2 separate regions of the Zea mays genome follow, and region 2 is linked to region 1. The links are chromatin contacts, called in public Hi-C maps. All regions are on one chromosome and are shown on one strand. Each heading gives the region's core, a stretch centred on a gene start, on an enhancer-like site or on the middle of the called end of the contact. The rest is flanking DNA. Distances are from core to core; before and after follow the strand shown.

Region 1 (3,485 bases), core at 884-3,383:
TCGCTGGCAACATTAAACCAGGGCTAAATGTCTCAAAAGAAACACTAGGAAGTACGTAGGAACCTAGCGAACGAAACAGCCCAGGTTTTTTTTTTCTCGGATACCATAATACCAGGCGCGTTAGAAAAAGAAAAGAAAAAACGAGCAGGAACCTTGGAACCATTGCCGAGCACGGGACGGCCGATCGGGAATTGTCCGTCCATGCGTTTGTCCTGTCTTTCGAATAGGAAATGCTTTTGCCGCCCGGAATAAAACTACATATATCTTTTGACGCTGTTTCAGACGGAGCTCAGCTCATGTAGCTAGCGTGCTGGAATGAGGCACACCGCACATGTAACTGGTGAGTGGATCTCTTGTTGAGACTCACTCTTGTGGACATTTTTGTTGTTGTTCCGGCCTATACGAACACTTGCGCAGCTCGTTGCAGAGGGTACTGCTCCGGCCGGCTGTCAAATAGATCCGAGTTAGGCCGGAGCAGCAGTGTGGCTCCTCCTCCATCCATCATTGGCTATGCAATGCAAGAGACTTTCTGGAAGCCGAAACGCGGCTCAAACCATGTCTTAAAACGCACAGAACAGGAATCTTGACAGGCTCCTCGCTCCCGTCGGTCCATCCTGCGCTGCTCTGCACTCCACGTCTCCACCCCACCTCGCAAATTAGTTGGGGGCCGAAAGGAGCGCGGGGCCGCGGGATAAAGGGTAACATACAATACAATACAATACAACAACAATTCGGCGAGGTTTACTGGCGCGGAAAGCGAGAGCGATATGGTCCTACTACGCCCCTGTCCTGCCGGGAAGATCTTTTGCTATCGCGTTCACTGAGACTGAAGACTGAGGAGGCGCGCGGGTGGCAATGGCTTGGCTGGTCACGCAAATTCTCCAGCGACTTTTTTGTGCCCGCCGCTACCACTACTGATGATGGTACTTAACCTGAATGCCGATCTACCCTCAGTTACGCCCGCCATCCGTGCAGCTCCCTCTTGTTACCGCCGTACCCTCCTAGTACCATCGTGGTCAAATTTTTTAATTGCTCCAACCACCATATAGATCCTTCTCCCCTGCATTGCTTCGCCCTGGATAGTGGATACAGCGTAGAGATTCACCGTCCAGCGTGTAAAAAAAGAGGCGTTCGTTCAGTGTCGAGAGGCAGAGAGAGAGAGAGAGAGAGAGCGGCGGGTGGGAATGCGCAGAGAAAAGCTGCCAGAGAAGTCACGGAGATACGTTACGTACGTACTAGAACGTGAGGAGGGGTGTGTTGTGTGGGGAGCACGCGCGCAAGTTGCATGCATGCGACTCTTTCTTCCCAAAGCATATCGGCCGCCCCCCAGACCCAGAGATATATTAAGAATTCGACCCGCTCCCTACTTGTACGATTTGGTGGTGCTGGGTTAGGTAGACGCCGTCGACGGAGCTAATATTTAGGGCTGATTTGGTGATCGGGGATCCCCAAGGGAAGAAATCCTCTTGCTATTCAAAATTGAATTGCAAGGGGATTCCTCCCCCATGGATCCCTTAGGGATCCCTAATCACCAAATCAGCCCTTAGGGAAGAATCTCCCCCCTCACTATCGGTGGACTGATTCCTGCTTCTAGGCGCCAGGGACGAATCAACCGCGCTAGCTAGACCTGGAGTCTCCTGGCCTCGTCCTAATTTTAAACCCCCTGAATCTTCCACGCCGGTCGCCGCTGGCCTCGCCTGGCCGGCCTCTCTTTCTTTCAGGAGCAAGGACCAGGACCAGAACCGCAGACGGAGAAGTATAGTACACGTGGCTCATTAATAGCTCCGGCTGCCAAGACGGTTTGGTTTGGTCGTTGCGAAAACAATACGTATAGTGCTCCCGGGGGCGGCGCTGGGCTCTCGTTTACTACTCTCGAGACGGCAGGCTGAGCAGAGGCCGCGCCACCGAATCGTCCAGTCCAGGCACGCGCTGGAAAACGTACGAGACGGGCATGCAGACAGACTCACTCTACGTATGTTCTGTTCACCCGGCGGGGCCCGGCGGTGCAAGGTCTGTAGCATGGTGCGGGTGCCTTTTCCGTCTCGCTGCTTCAATGCTCTTGGTCCGTACGCGATGGGGACTGCTCGGCGGCAGCTCATGGCCGTGCGCGTCCCAACTCGACGGCGTCGCGTCGGTCGACAACACGAGTCGATCGCCCGCAGCCTGCACCTGCCCTCGCGCTCGCACCGGACCCCCCAGGCCCCCGCGCGCCCGGCCAAGTTAATTGGGAGCAAGCAACGCAACGCAAGTGGGGCACCGTACATGCTCGTCCGGCCCGTTCAATAAAAAGCTTCCTCGCCATCAGCTGTTCTGCGGCTGGCCCCCGCACAGTTCCGTGACGGGTGTGGCTCCGTGCGTGGCCAGCCAGGGTGCCTGCCGACCACTCCAAGGTCTGGGGATGCGGGATCAGTCGATCCGATCAGACGGCCCGGAGCGCGGTGGAATGGAAGTCGTCGTCGAGTTTAATGTGATCTCAGCGCGTCCGGTGTCCGCTTTGATGCATATGCGAGCGAAGAGCGAACCCCTGGCCCGACGACCCTGCAGTGCGCCGAAGCCGATGGTTGTTGTTGCATTGCTTTCGTCTCCCGGAGACGTACGCGCCGAGCGTGAGAGACCTGGCTTGGGACGAGAACGAGGTGCTCCGTGTTCACGTGACTGCGAGCGCGAGGTCAGTGTCTCAGTGAGGCCTGCCTGCCCTGCCCTGTGCTGCTGCCCGACGGGGAAAACCTTCAGGGTTCCCACCTCGCCTGTAGTACTGCTACTTGTAGTAGGGCCAGCAGCAGCGGCGGCAGTCGTCACACAAGGCATCGCCACGGCGCGGGGTTGAATGTTTCGCCGGTGCTCTCGTCACAGAACGCCTTCTGTTCTGCCCTTGATGCATGCAGCAGTGCAGGGTGATACTGATGCCGCGGACGGGGACGGACGAGCAGGGGAAAGAGAGAGGCGGGCGCGAACGAAACGGCGCCCGTCAGTAGCAGGACGGCATCACCAATTCACCACGCAATCCGGAGAACGGAGATACTGGAACGAACGGGTCACGTCCCACGCACGCGTGAGACCCGACCCGACCCCGACCTGGTCGCGCAACGCTTGGCAAGCCCCTGGCGCTCGAGCTTTTTGGAACCGTGATATCCCCAACACTGGGCTTCAGAAAATCGGTATCCCGAACCACGCAATTGAAATTTTAGTATTATAATCCATTGAACTTCAGATTTCTGGTATCTGAGTCCGATTTAGCCCGAGGTCAACTCGCTGTTACGCCATTCCGTTTCTCAGAACGGATCGCGAGCTCGCTCCTTTCTGTGCCGCGCCGCGCCTCGCCTTCGTCTCCCTCTCCCCGCCCGACTGCTCCCGGCGCTCGTCGAGCTCGCGAGTCCGCGGTGCTCCTCGTGGCTCTCCCGACTGACTTGGTCTCTCTGCCCGGCGCTCTCCCTCTAGGCGCTCCAGGTGAGGTCGCGGCGTACTGAGTAGTGAGTAGCAGCTCT
Region 2 (3,279 bases), core at 251-2,750, 290 kb after region 1:
TGTCGAGTGGTGCTGCAGTCGGAGTGGCGCAGGCGGCGCTGTCCCTCTGTCAGACTGGTTAGTGGAGCGGTGGAGTGACGGCGGTCACTTCGGCTCTGCCGGGGGCGCGTGTCAGGATAAAGGTGTCAGGCCACCTTTGCGTTAAATGCCCCTGCAATTTGGTCAGTCGGTGTGGCGATTTAGTCAAGGTTGCTTCTGAGCGAAGCCAAGGCCTCGGGCGAGCCGGTGATGTGTCCGCCATAAAAAGGGGGCCTCGGGCGAGACGGAAGTCTCTCGAGGTCGGCTGCCCTTGGCCGAGGCTAGGCTCGGGTGAAGCATGATCGAGTCACTCGTGTGGACTGATCCCTAACTTAATCGTACCCATCAGGCCTTTGCAGCTTTATGCTGATGGGGGTTACCAGCTGAGAATTAGGCGTCTTGAGGGTACCCCTAATTATGGTCCCCGACAATTTTGAAGTGATAAATAGCATGGTTAACCACCTTATTTGCTCTTATTGAATGATAGTCATGTTGCCATTCACTAAGATGCATCCACAAGATACCTCACACACTCATATCTAATATTACTTTTCTTATTCTTCTCCTCATGGGTGTCATGTCAGAACATTTTTTCTGCTTGACATGGTCAGGAGAAATGGGTGAGACAACCTCATCCACATCAAAATCATTATGCTTAGGAATTGCACTACCTCTATTAACCCTTGGAACAACTAAACTTCAATTTTATAAATACTGAAAAACTATTCTTATGTCTTCCTCATTTTCATGTGGTGTAGTTTTAATCATAATACACCTGGGCATAGTTTTAAGAAAGGGACAAAAATATACGGTAGAGAAATACATATTTAGATAAAGCCATATGTAAACAGACACAAAGAACTACCACTTGCCATGTTTTGTTCATCCCTGCCATTCACCAACAGCACTCATACTGTACATAATCAAGTGGCCTACAAATAGCCTACAAATAAAGAAGATACAAGCAATTAGGCACACATGGGTTGAATACAATTCTTTGTAATGCTACAAGCAATTTGTTTATAATATGAGTGCTACCTTCACGGATGTTTGTAAGTGGGAGGTAATTCTTTGTAATGCTACAAGCAATTTGTTTATTATATGTTTTTACCTTTTCTAAATTCCCATGGCGTATATTTTTAGCTTTTCTAAATTCTCTAGAAAAACAGTTTGCAATTGAGGGAGCCAAATTCCAGCAAAAGTATGGCTCCAAGCCACACGAGCGTCAATCGGTCAATCCGTTTCTATCGTTTGTTCAATCTCCGTTTCGATTTTTTTTACCTCATCTTCACAACCCAGATTATTAATGATACCATTTACATCCTCTCTCTCTCTCTCTCTCCTCTCACACACGCATGCTTCAGTGAATGTTGATGCGGCGAAACAGCGTCAGCAGCAAATCTCTAGGCCCCGCTAATAAACTATCTCGCCATTAGCAGTAGGCGGCGGCGCGGCAGCAGCAGCCCGCAGGCATGCAACAGCTGCAGCGGCACGGGGAGAAAAAGGTGGGCAAAAGCGGGCACGAAACCGAAGCGCTCGCCGACCCACCCACCGCACCGCTCTCCCATCCCACCCAAATCGCCGACCGATAGGAGAGAACTCGAGCTGAGGAGAGAGAGAGCAGCAGGCGGCGGCGCGGAGTAACACGCGGAGGGGAATGCGCAGCCCGTGTGAGCCTCTCGCCCCCGCGAAACCCCACCGATTCTGATTCCGCCGGCGAAATCGGGCGCCTCGCGGCTCGGCCGGCTAAGCGGTGGACGGCGGCGCCGAGGGGTTCGTTCGATACGGTGAGGGTGAGGCCGTGAGGAGCAGCAGCCACGGCGACGGGGATGATGAAGGGAGGGGGCGGGAAGGAGACGCTCACCGCCTCCTTCCTCCGCTTCCTCCTCCTGCTCCTCCTCCCCCTCACCGCCCTCTACTTCTTCTACACGCTGCACCTCCTCCTCACCTCGGCGTCGTCGGCCGCCTCCAACTGCGCGCCTGACGCCGTCTCGGTCTCCCGGATGTCTGCCAACCTCACGGCGGTGGCGGAGAAGCAGCTGCCCCCTTCCACCGTGGCTGGGTCCACGTCGACAACGCTGCAGCACGTAGTGTTCGGCATCGCGGCGTCGTCGCGGTTCTGGGACAAGCGTAAGGAGTACATCAAGGTGTGGTGGCGCCCGCGCGGCGCCATGCGGGGCTACGTGTGGCTGGACCGCAAGGTGCGCGAGTCCAATATGTCCACGGCGCGCACGGGGCTCCCGGCCATCAGGATCTCGTCCGACACGTCCGCCTTCCCCTACACGCACCGCCGCGGCCACCGCTCCGCCATCCGCATCTCCCGCATCGTCTCCGAGACGTTCCGCCTCGGCCTCCCCGGCGTGCGCTGGTTCGTCATGGGCGACGACGACACCGTCTTCTTCCCGGACAACCTCCTCACCGTGCTCAACAAGTTCGACCACCGCCAGCCCTACTACATCGGCTCCCTCTCCGAGAGCCACCTGCAGAACATCTACTTCTCCTACGGGATGGCGTACGGCGGCGGCGGCTTCGCCATCAGCCGGCCGCTGGCCGAGGCGCTCGCGCGGATGCAGGATGGCTGCCTCCGCCGGTACCCGGCGCTGTACGGCAGCGACGACCGGATCCAGGCGTGCATGGCGGAGCTGGGCGTGCCGCTCACCAAACACCCGGGGTTCCACCAGTACGACGTGTACGGCGACCTCCTCGGCCTCCTCGCGTCCCACCCGGTGGCGCCGATCGTGACGCTTCACCACCTCGACGTCGTGAAGCCGCTGTTCCCGGACGCGAGGTCGCGCCCCTCGGCGGTGCGGCGGCTGTTCGACGGGCCAGTGAAGCTGGACACGGCGGGGCTGATGCAGCAGTCCATCTGCTACGACAGCGCGAACCGCTGGACGGTGTCCGTGGCGTGGGGGTTCACGGTGCTGGTGGCGAGGGGCATAATGTCGCCTCGGGAGATGGAGATGCCGGCGCGCACGTTCCTCAACTGGTACCGCCGCGCCGACTACACAGCGTACGCCTTCAACACGAGGCCGCTGGCGCGCAGCCCGTGCCAGAAGCCGGCGGTGTACTACCTATCGTCGGCGCGACGCGAGGCCTTGCGCGGCGGGGAGACGACGGTGACGCGATACGAGCGGTGGCGCCATCCGAACGAGACGCGGCCCGCGTGCCGGTGGGACATAACCGACCCGGACGCTCATCTCGATCACATCATCGTGCTCAAGAAGCCTGACCCCGGGCTCTGGGAAAGGGTAATCTTTTGTG

Evidence for each region. Hi-C and Micro-C count contacts between places; a contact is called where the count stands out from the background.
Region 2: a Hi-C map of tassel shows a contact between it and region 1, with 2.5 times the contacts expected there. The contact joins the promoter of LOC100285901 here to the enhancer-like site in region 1. A contact is called at or near these places in 4 of 25 Hi-C or Micro-C datasets (ear, leaf and tassel).

The regions. Positions count from the first base shown.
Region 1 is chr2:15,913,303-15,916,787 of Zm-B73-REFERENCE-NAM-5.0, forward strand. No RefSeq gene overlaps it. Among protein-coding and RNA genes, the nearest start is that of LOC100304088, 13 kb to the left of the region's middle. Within about 2 kb of position 2,134, at least 17 of the 20 cell types and tissues checked have an H3K27ac peak or open chromatin away from gene starts, as enhancers often do. A contact at or near this core is called in ear, leaf and tassel, where this site is marked.
Region 2 is chr2:16,200,331-16,203,609 of Zm-B73-REFERENCE-NAM-5.0, forward strand. LOC100285901 reads left to right here and starts at 1,501. Exons shown (of 2, transcript NM_001158790.2): 1 at 1,501-3,266. The coding sequence starts at 1,848.